2 separate regions of the Sus scrofa genome follow, and region 1 is linked to region 2. The links are chromatin contacts, called in public HiChIP or PLAC-seq maps. All regions are on one chromosome and are shown on one strand. Each heading gives the region's core, a stretch centred on a gene start, on an enhancer-like site or on the middle of the called end of the contact. The rest is flanking DNA. Distances are from core to core; before and after follow the strand shown.

Evidence for each region. HiChIP or PLAC-seq counts read pairs in DNA pulled down with a chosen protein or histone mark.
Region 1: a contact with region 2 is called in an H3K27ac HiChIP or PLAC-seq map of skeletal muscle. The contact joins two enhancer-like sites. A contact is called at or near these places in 2 of 2 datasets of contacts at active chromatin or transcription factors (alveolar macrophages and skeletal muscle).

The regions. Positions count from the first base shown.
Region 1 is chr14:36,296,024-36,299,512 of Sscrofa11.1, reverse strand. All of the region lies in intron 4 of MED13L (mediator of RNA polymerase II transcription subunit 13-like), which reads right to left. Among named protein-coding and RNA genes, the nearest start is that of MED13L, 240 kb to the right of the region's middle. Within about 2 kb of position 1,877, at least 5 of the 83 cell types and tissues checked have an H3K27ac peak or open chromatin away from gene starts, as enhancers often do. A contact at or near this core is called in skeletal muscle, where this site is marked.
Region 2 is chr14:36,116,444-36,119,927 of Sscrofa11.1, reverse strand. The region is part of intron 2 of MED13L (mediator of RNA polymerase II transcription subunit 13-like); the gene reads right to left. Among named protein-coding and RNA genes, the nearest start is that of MED13L, 56 kb to the right of the region's middle. Within about 2 kb of position 1,622, at least 1 of the 83 cell types and tissues checked has an H3K27ac peak or open chromatin away from gene starts, as enhancers often do. A contact at or near this core is called in skeletal muscle, where this site is marked.

The DNA of each region.
Region 1 (3,489 bases), core at 628-3,127, 180 kb before region 2:
ACCAGCAAGCTCTATGACTGCTCCTTTCAACCCTTCCATCCCAAGCTAAGTGGGTCGTTGGCAGTAAATTTGGCACTGAGGTGGTACATTAATTTTTCCTCAACACAAGGGTACCCTTTCTGGCACAGGAGTGGTAACAGAGCAGCAGATACCTTACATTAATGCAAAAACAGTGCTCTAGTGGTCTAAAGACTTAGTATTTCTCCCTGGGTAGCTCACTTACTAGAAGCAAATGACAGTGTGGAAGCTCTTGATCCACAGGCTGGAAGAGTGTGCAGTATGCCATTCTAATGGAAATACATATATATATATATATATAGTAATTTTCAGGTTGCCAAAATAGACTTAAGAGCTGCTCTAGTCAGTGCTATGTGTTTGAAAATCAGAAGCTGATACACACAATATTTAAGGAGGCTTATGAAAGTCATCTTATTAAAATCTCTCTTGAGGTTACTAAACTAGGCCAGATTATCTGCTCAAGAGTCTCTGGACAACCCTCTGAAAATTCAATGGGAGTGTGCCTGGCAGAGAATACAGATTAAAGTAGCATTTATATTAGGTAATGCATAACCAATAAAGTGGTTTTACTGCTCACTTTAAGACATGCTTGGGTTCTTTTTTTTATTTTTTAAGTATAAAACAAAGCCTTTAATCCATTTTGTGGTTACTTCAAAAGACAGTAACAAATTGGGTTGGAGGCAGGGAGGGTAGAGGAATGGAACAGTATAGGGAGCCAAATAATTTTTCTACTATTTTTCTCATTAAATTAGGCATCATATATTGCAAAGAACAAAAAGGGATCAACAGAATAAAATAAAATAACTAAATCAGGCTGTCCTGTTTATCTACCTATATCTATTTGCCTGAGAGCATAAACTAGACTTTCTCCATTGCTCCTTACTGCTATACTGAAATGTTATCTTCCCAAACTACAAAATACATTTGTATAGTGCACCCTAAAATCAGTTAATGTTTACTTATTTTTTACACAAACACTCAACCACTATGACAGATTCTACTGCTGGAGGAGGAGCCTGAGTGGCAGACATGGCAGAGTTCTTGACAGCTAGAAAGAAATATAGGGACAGACCTCTGACATCTGCCTAGATTCTCCCAACCAGCTCACAGTGGGAGAAATGACCTGCCAAATAAGCACAAAGCAGACAGAATTCCACTATGTGGCCATTCAACAGGTTAACAACAGCAAGCAGGATTTTACCTAATGTGGTCAAATGAAAAAGAAAGAGAGAAAGAGTGAGAGAGAGAGAGAGAGAGAGGGAGAGAAAGAAAAGAAAGCAAGCAAGAAAGGGAAAGGGAAAGGGAAAGGGAAAGGGAAGGGAAGGGAAGGGAAGGGAAGGGAAGGGAAGGGAAGGGAGGAAGAAAATTTGTTAGCAAATAGGTGCTAGATATATGGCCTTTTTGTTTTCATAAAATGTTGCTTTCCCATACTCCATTTAGCCCTTTCTATCATGTATGAGTGAGTATTAACCCTTATTATTTTTTCCTGACTGATTATATTACACATAAATTACCTACATACTTCCAGAAGGAGATGAGGAAGGAAAAAGAGGGAAGGATCCATGTGGAGATTTTCTTTCTTTCTCATACTCCAATTCTATTTAAGGAATTGACAGTGTTCTAGTATTACATTGTAGTGTGTATTTAATGGGAGCTAATACATAAAGTAAACAGTATAACAACAAAATTATTGTCTCAATTTACAGTGATGGCTCTAGTTATATTTCTAAAAGACACTGTCTACAATAAACAAAGCAGGAAAAACATCTAACTTTTTACATTGCTCTATTTCAGATCTAGCAGCTGATACTGAATGTGGCTTGGCAACTTCTTTAAAGGCTTTCCAACATTTGGCATCAGCCTACCAGAGAGCAGGGCCTTTTATATTCAACACTGCTGTAAAATGTCTCACTCACCAGTCCTGAAAGGAGGCCACAGTTTTCCCAGCAAAAGGAAAATAAAATTGTAGCTGACATTTGGTAGAATGCTGTTATCAGCAAGTATTTATCTTCCATACTCTTTCCATACCACAGGCTTACACCAGAAGCTAGGTTTTCTTTTTCTTTAATCAAAACACAGTGTCGCCTTTAATCATCAGCACTGCTCATGATCAAAATCCCCCAACATCCCTAACATAAGAAAAATAAATCTGCTGGCTAAAACCAACAAAAATAACGTAAGATGCTTCTACACTTTTCATATAGTCTACTTAAAACTATGAAGACAAAGACAGCTACAGTTGCAATATGTTATACAAATTTTTAACAGAATTAACTTTGATTTTTACCAGTTAAAAGCAATTTCTCCTAATGAGGAAAAATTCAACTGAAAGGCTATAAAAGAAAAAGGAGATACTGGAACTAACCGACCTATTAGTTGCCAAAAATATGAAAGATAATATTTATTCAACATAAGGATGGCATTTAAGAGATCAAGAGAAAACATAAGATCCTTCAGATGATTGATGCAGCACCTAAATAAAGTTGGTATATATCCGAGAGATAATAAATGCCCACTCTTCAAGCTATTCTAATAAATAAGCAGCTAAATAAACATTTATTTAATAACAGTGATATTCAATCAGCACTGGTCATTACCAAAAATACGAATGCTTAAAATTATGATGTCTGATTTTTTTTTTTTTGAGAGCACCAATTTTGCAAAAGGTTTAGAGAAAAAAAAAAAGATTCTGACAGAATTTCCTTTCATTACCAAGAATCAGTAGCTTAGGCAACTTTCAGTTTACTTGTTCATTCAACAAATGTACAAATGTTGCCCTAAAATGCCAGGTGTATCACTGTGAAGAAGGCTCAAATTCCTACAGAGCTTACATTCCAGAAGCTGGGGCAATCAGACAGTTTAGAAGTTTCTTAAAAGATAATTTCAGGGGGAGAAAAACTATGAAGAAAACAAAACAACATGCTATGTTTAAGTGTGCCAGGGGAGGCAGGAGAGAAGAGATGACACATTAGATGGGAGGCAGCGGTGGGTATAGAACCCTTCTTCGAGGAAGGGCAAATGAGAAGCCAGCCCCAGTGAGACCTAAGAGAGAGGAGTTTAGGTCCAGGACACTTACAAAAGTCAGAGTAGAGGGACAAGTTTAATGTGTTTGACAGCTTATAAATAGGATGGAGACAGGTACCAAATGAGATCAAAGAGGTGAGCAGGGGTTGGATGATGTAAACCTTTTGACAATGGGATGCAGCCTGAATATTATTTTAAGTACACTGATAAACCCTCACTTTTAGTTACTCTTACTGATAATTTGTTATGAAGGAGATAAGAGGAGAACCAGAAGACAGCTAGAAGGCTATTCTGAAAGCCCAAGTGAGAGAAAAGCACGGCCTTAGAGAGGGTTGGTTAGCAGTGAAGACTAAGGGGAAATGTATTCAAAATCCATTTCAAAAAGAGAGCTTACAGGACCTGCAGGCAGACACATCATGAAGTCAAACACATTACTAGTTAAAGGCG
Region 2 (3,484 bases), core at 373-2,872:
TAAAATAGGTATTCAATAATCAAAATCTCTTTAAATCTCCATAAGATAATAACCTGAGTTATTGCTCCATTGAATATTTTTCCCAAATTCTTTTATTTTTTTCTACTTAGATTTTCAAGAGAAAATGATGCAGTCATTATTTATATAGCTGACTTTCATATTTCCCACTGCTTTCAGTAGGCCATCTTAATACATACACTGAGTTTTTAAAGGAAGCTATAACAAATCAAAGGCTTTTTGCTTTAATATGGCAGAGGTTAAATTTTATAGTCCATATACTTGAGAATTAATCAAGCAAATAAGATGCCTGGTGAACTTTTGGGCACAATATTTAACCCTAGGAAAACTAAAAAGCTGGAAAAGCTATGTGGTTCTGCTATTTAAATAAAGCACTATCAACCAGTATACTGCTGAACTAAAAAGTCAGTGATTAGCTTGCAGTTACTATAGAGTTCAACTAGTTAAATCAATAGTTCAAAATGATAAAGACTGCTACTTATTCATTTCATAACTACTAAATCTATTCTATATAATAAATAAAATGAATTTAATAAAAAAGGTACAAAAATGAATCAGCAGAATCTTAAATTTGTCCCTATAAATCATTCAAGTTAAGATTTTTTAAAAAAAGAATAAATCCTAAATTATTTTCCAATGCAAGATTGATCATCAAGCACCCAGCATGATGCCTAGCACATAACAAGGGAACTATAAATATTTGATTATTGTCTGGTTCCTGGTTTCAACATAAAATTATTTCACACCATCATTTATTCTTTATTACTACCATAAAATTAGGAACAGTAAGCATAAATAAAAACTATTCTGCAAATAAAAAAACCAAAGGTGGAAAGAAACATGCGACACGAGTTTGTAGTAATCCTTGTTAATCAAATATTCTTGCTCTCTATATGCAATGGTCAACAAAACTCCAAAACACTCTTGTCAATTGATAATTAACATGCACCACATACTTACTGTAATTTTCAAGGATTAGATCATATTTAAAACAATATGGGACATAAGTTCTTAATTCTAAAATCCCTTCAGCACAGGCATAGATATTACCAATGATTGTTGCACTGCCAATGCCAGAAAACAGTCAGTTATAAGAGGCAACGTTTTAAAAAATCAAATGGCTACATGTAATTGTAACTAAGGTAATATTGTCAGTGCCAGGTGAAAGAGAATTCAAATTTTAAGTAGAAATTATGACCAAAACTATGAATTATAAAATAAGTTCATAATATGTTGACAGCAGAGTTTACTAAAAGAAAAATATAACTATGAAAATCATTTATGCAGCATTTTAAAATCTATGAACTTTTCATATTCACTGTATCATAAAGTAAAGCTCTAATTCCCATATTATAGGCAAGAATAAAAGATGAAAAAAATTTAAATGACTTGTCTCTGACACATCACAGGTAGACATGGTATGAATACTCATTTTTTGTTTACTTACTTAGGTCTCTACTGCTCCAAAGGTAAAAGAAAAACAAAAGAATGATAAAATTCTTCCTGGTCTCTGTTCTATTTTGGATATGTGAGGGTGAATAGGAGGGGGTAATCCACAATCCATGACCTACACTTCTGTTGAATGCCAGCTGAGCTAAGGTCACAAATGGAAAAAGAGAATCACAGATGGTTCCTAGCCAAGAAGGGGTGTTTTTGCTGATGGTGGAAGGACACTTCAAGCATTCTCTGCAAGACAGGACTGCATTCCATGTGGTGCCAAATGGAAATTTCAACTAATACAAGAAATTCAAGTAATCACGGGTACATATGCAAGTATGATTACAAGCATCTTTGGAGGGGACAGGTTAACTTTGTTAACAGTCTTTGAAAAATGCCATTTTACAATTTTAAAACCCACAAAGCACTAACTTGCTATCTTAAACATTTAGAAAGTAGATGGAAGAGTTCCCCTGTTGGTGCAGCAGGTTAAGTATCCAGCATTGTCACTGCAGCAGCTCAGGTGTCGGGTGTTCAAACCCTAGCCCAGGACCTTCTGCACACCCCAGGCATAGCAAAACAAAACAAAAACAACAAAAAAAAAAAACACCTAAATAAATAAAAATACAAGTAGATGGAATCAAAAGGTTATCTTTATAACAAAAGACCAAAAAAATGTATACTGACACTAAAAAAGTCTATGAAGGATTTCATTGAAAATGTTTGGCTAAGCCATATACTAACTCATTTTATTATGTAATCCACAGACATGATTTTAAAAGAGGTTAAGGATTTTGGGATGAAAAAAGCTCAATGAAAGTTTTCAGTCAATTTGATTCTATGAAACATGCAGTTACCAGTGAAACCCTTAGCCAAACAATCTTAACTAATCATTTCTAAGTAGCAAACATGAGCTCTAGGGTTGGACTGGAAACTTACAAGACAGCAGAGGTCATTCAATACATGACGTATTTATAAGTTAACAAAGGTGTCTGACACATAAATATCACTAAGCACTTTAATTCAAAAAAATGGTACTCTCCATAGCCCATTGCACATGACAATTAGAACACAAGTTTTCCAATGGTCCAAACTACTTCCTATCTACAACACTAATAAAAATAATTTATAGAAAATAATTCAATTAAGTTCAATAAAACTTTTTAAATTAAACTAAAAAGGAACTACACCCTCCTAAAGTAAAGAAATCGTATCTCGCTCTCTTTTTTATATTTAGTTAAAAACAAATCAGTGCATCAAGAAAATCTTTCTAATGTGGTCATATACTTTCATTAACGCAGTCTTCAATAATAGCATGTTAGGGAGTTCCCCGTCATGGCTCAGTGGTTAACAAATCCGACCAGGAACCATGAGGTTGTGGGCTTAGTCCCTGGCCTTGCTCAGTGGGTTAAGGATCCGGTGGCGTTACCATGAGCTATGGTGCAGGTCACAGACGTGGCTGGGATCTGGCGCTGCTGGGGCTCTGGCATAGGCTGGTGGCTACAGCTCTGATTAGACCCTTGGCCTGGAAACCTCCATATGCTGCAGGAGCGGCCCTGGGGAAAAAAAAAAAAAAAAAAAAAAACAGCATGTTTTCGTATGCTTCTAGTATTTCCTATGTGACTACTAGAAGGACTTCATAGTATGCACTGGTGCTAAACTGAAAATCTTTTTTTAAGGTCTGCACTGGCAGCATGTGGAGGTTCCCAAGCCACATGTCAAATCGGAGCCATAGCCACCGGCCACAAGCACAGACACAGCAATGCTAGATCTGAGTCGCATCTGCGACCTACACCACAGCTCACGGATCCTTAACCCACTGAGTCAGAGATTGAACCCGCCTCCTAATGGATGCTAGTGGGATTGTTACCCTGACCCATGACTGGAACTCCCTAAACTGATAATCTTTATACAAATTTCTCTTGTACTCATTCATTTACTAATTAATTTATCCAACAAATAATGTGCCAAGTATTAGGCTGGTCCTGCAATCACAATGATGGGCAAGGTCAAATGCAGGTCTTGTCTC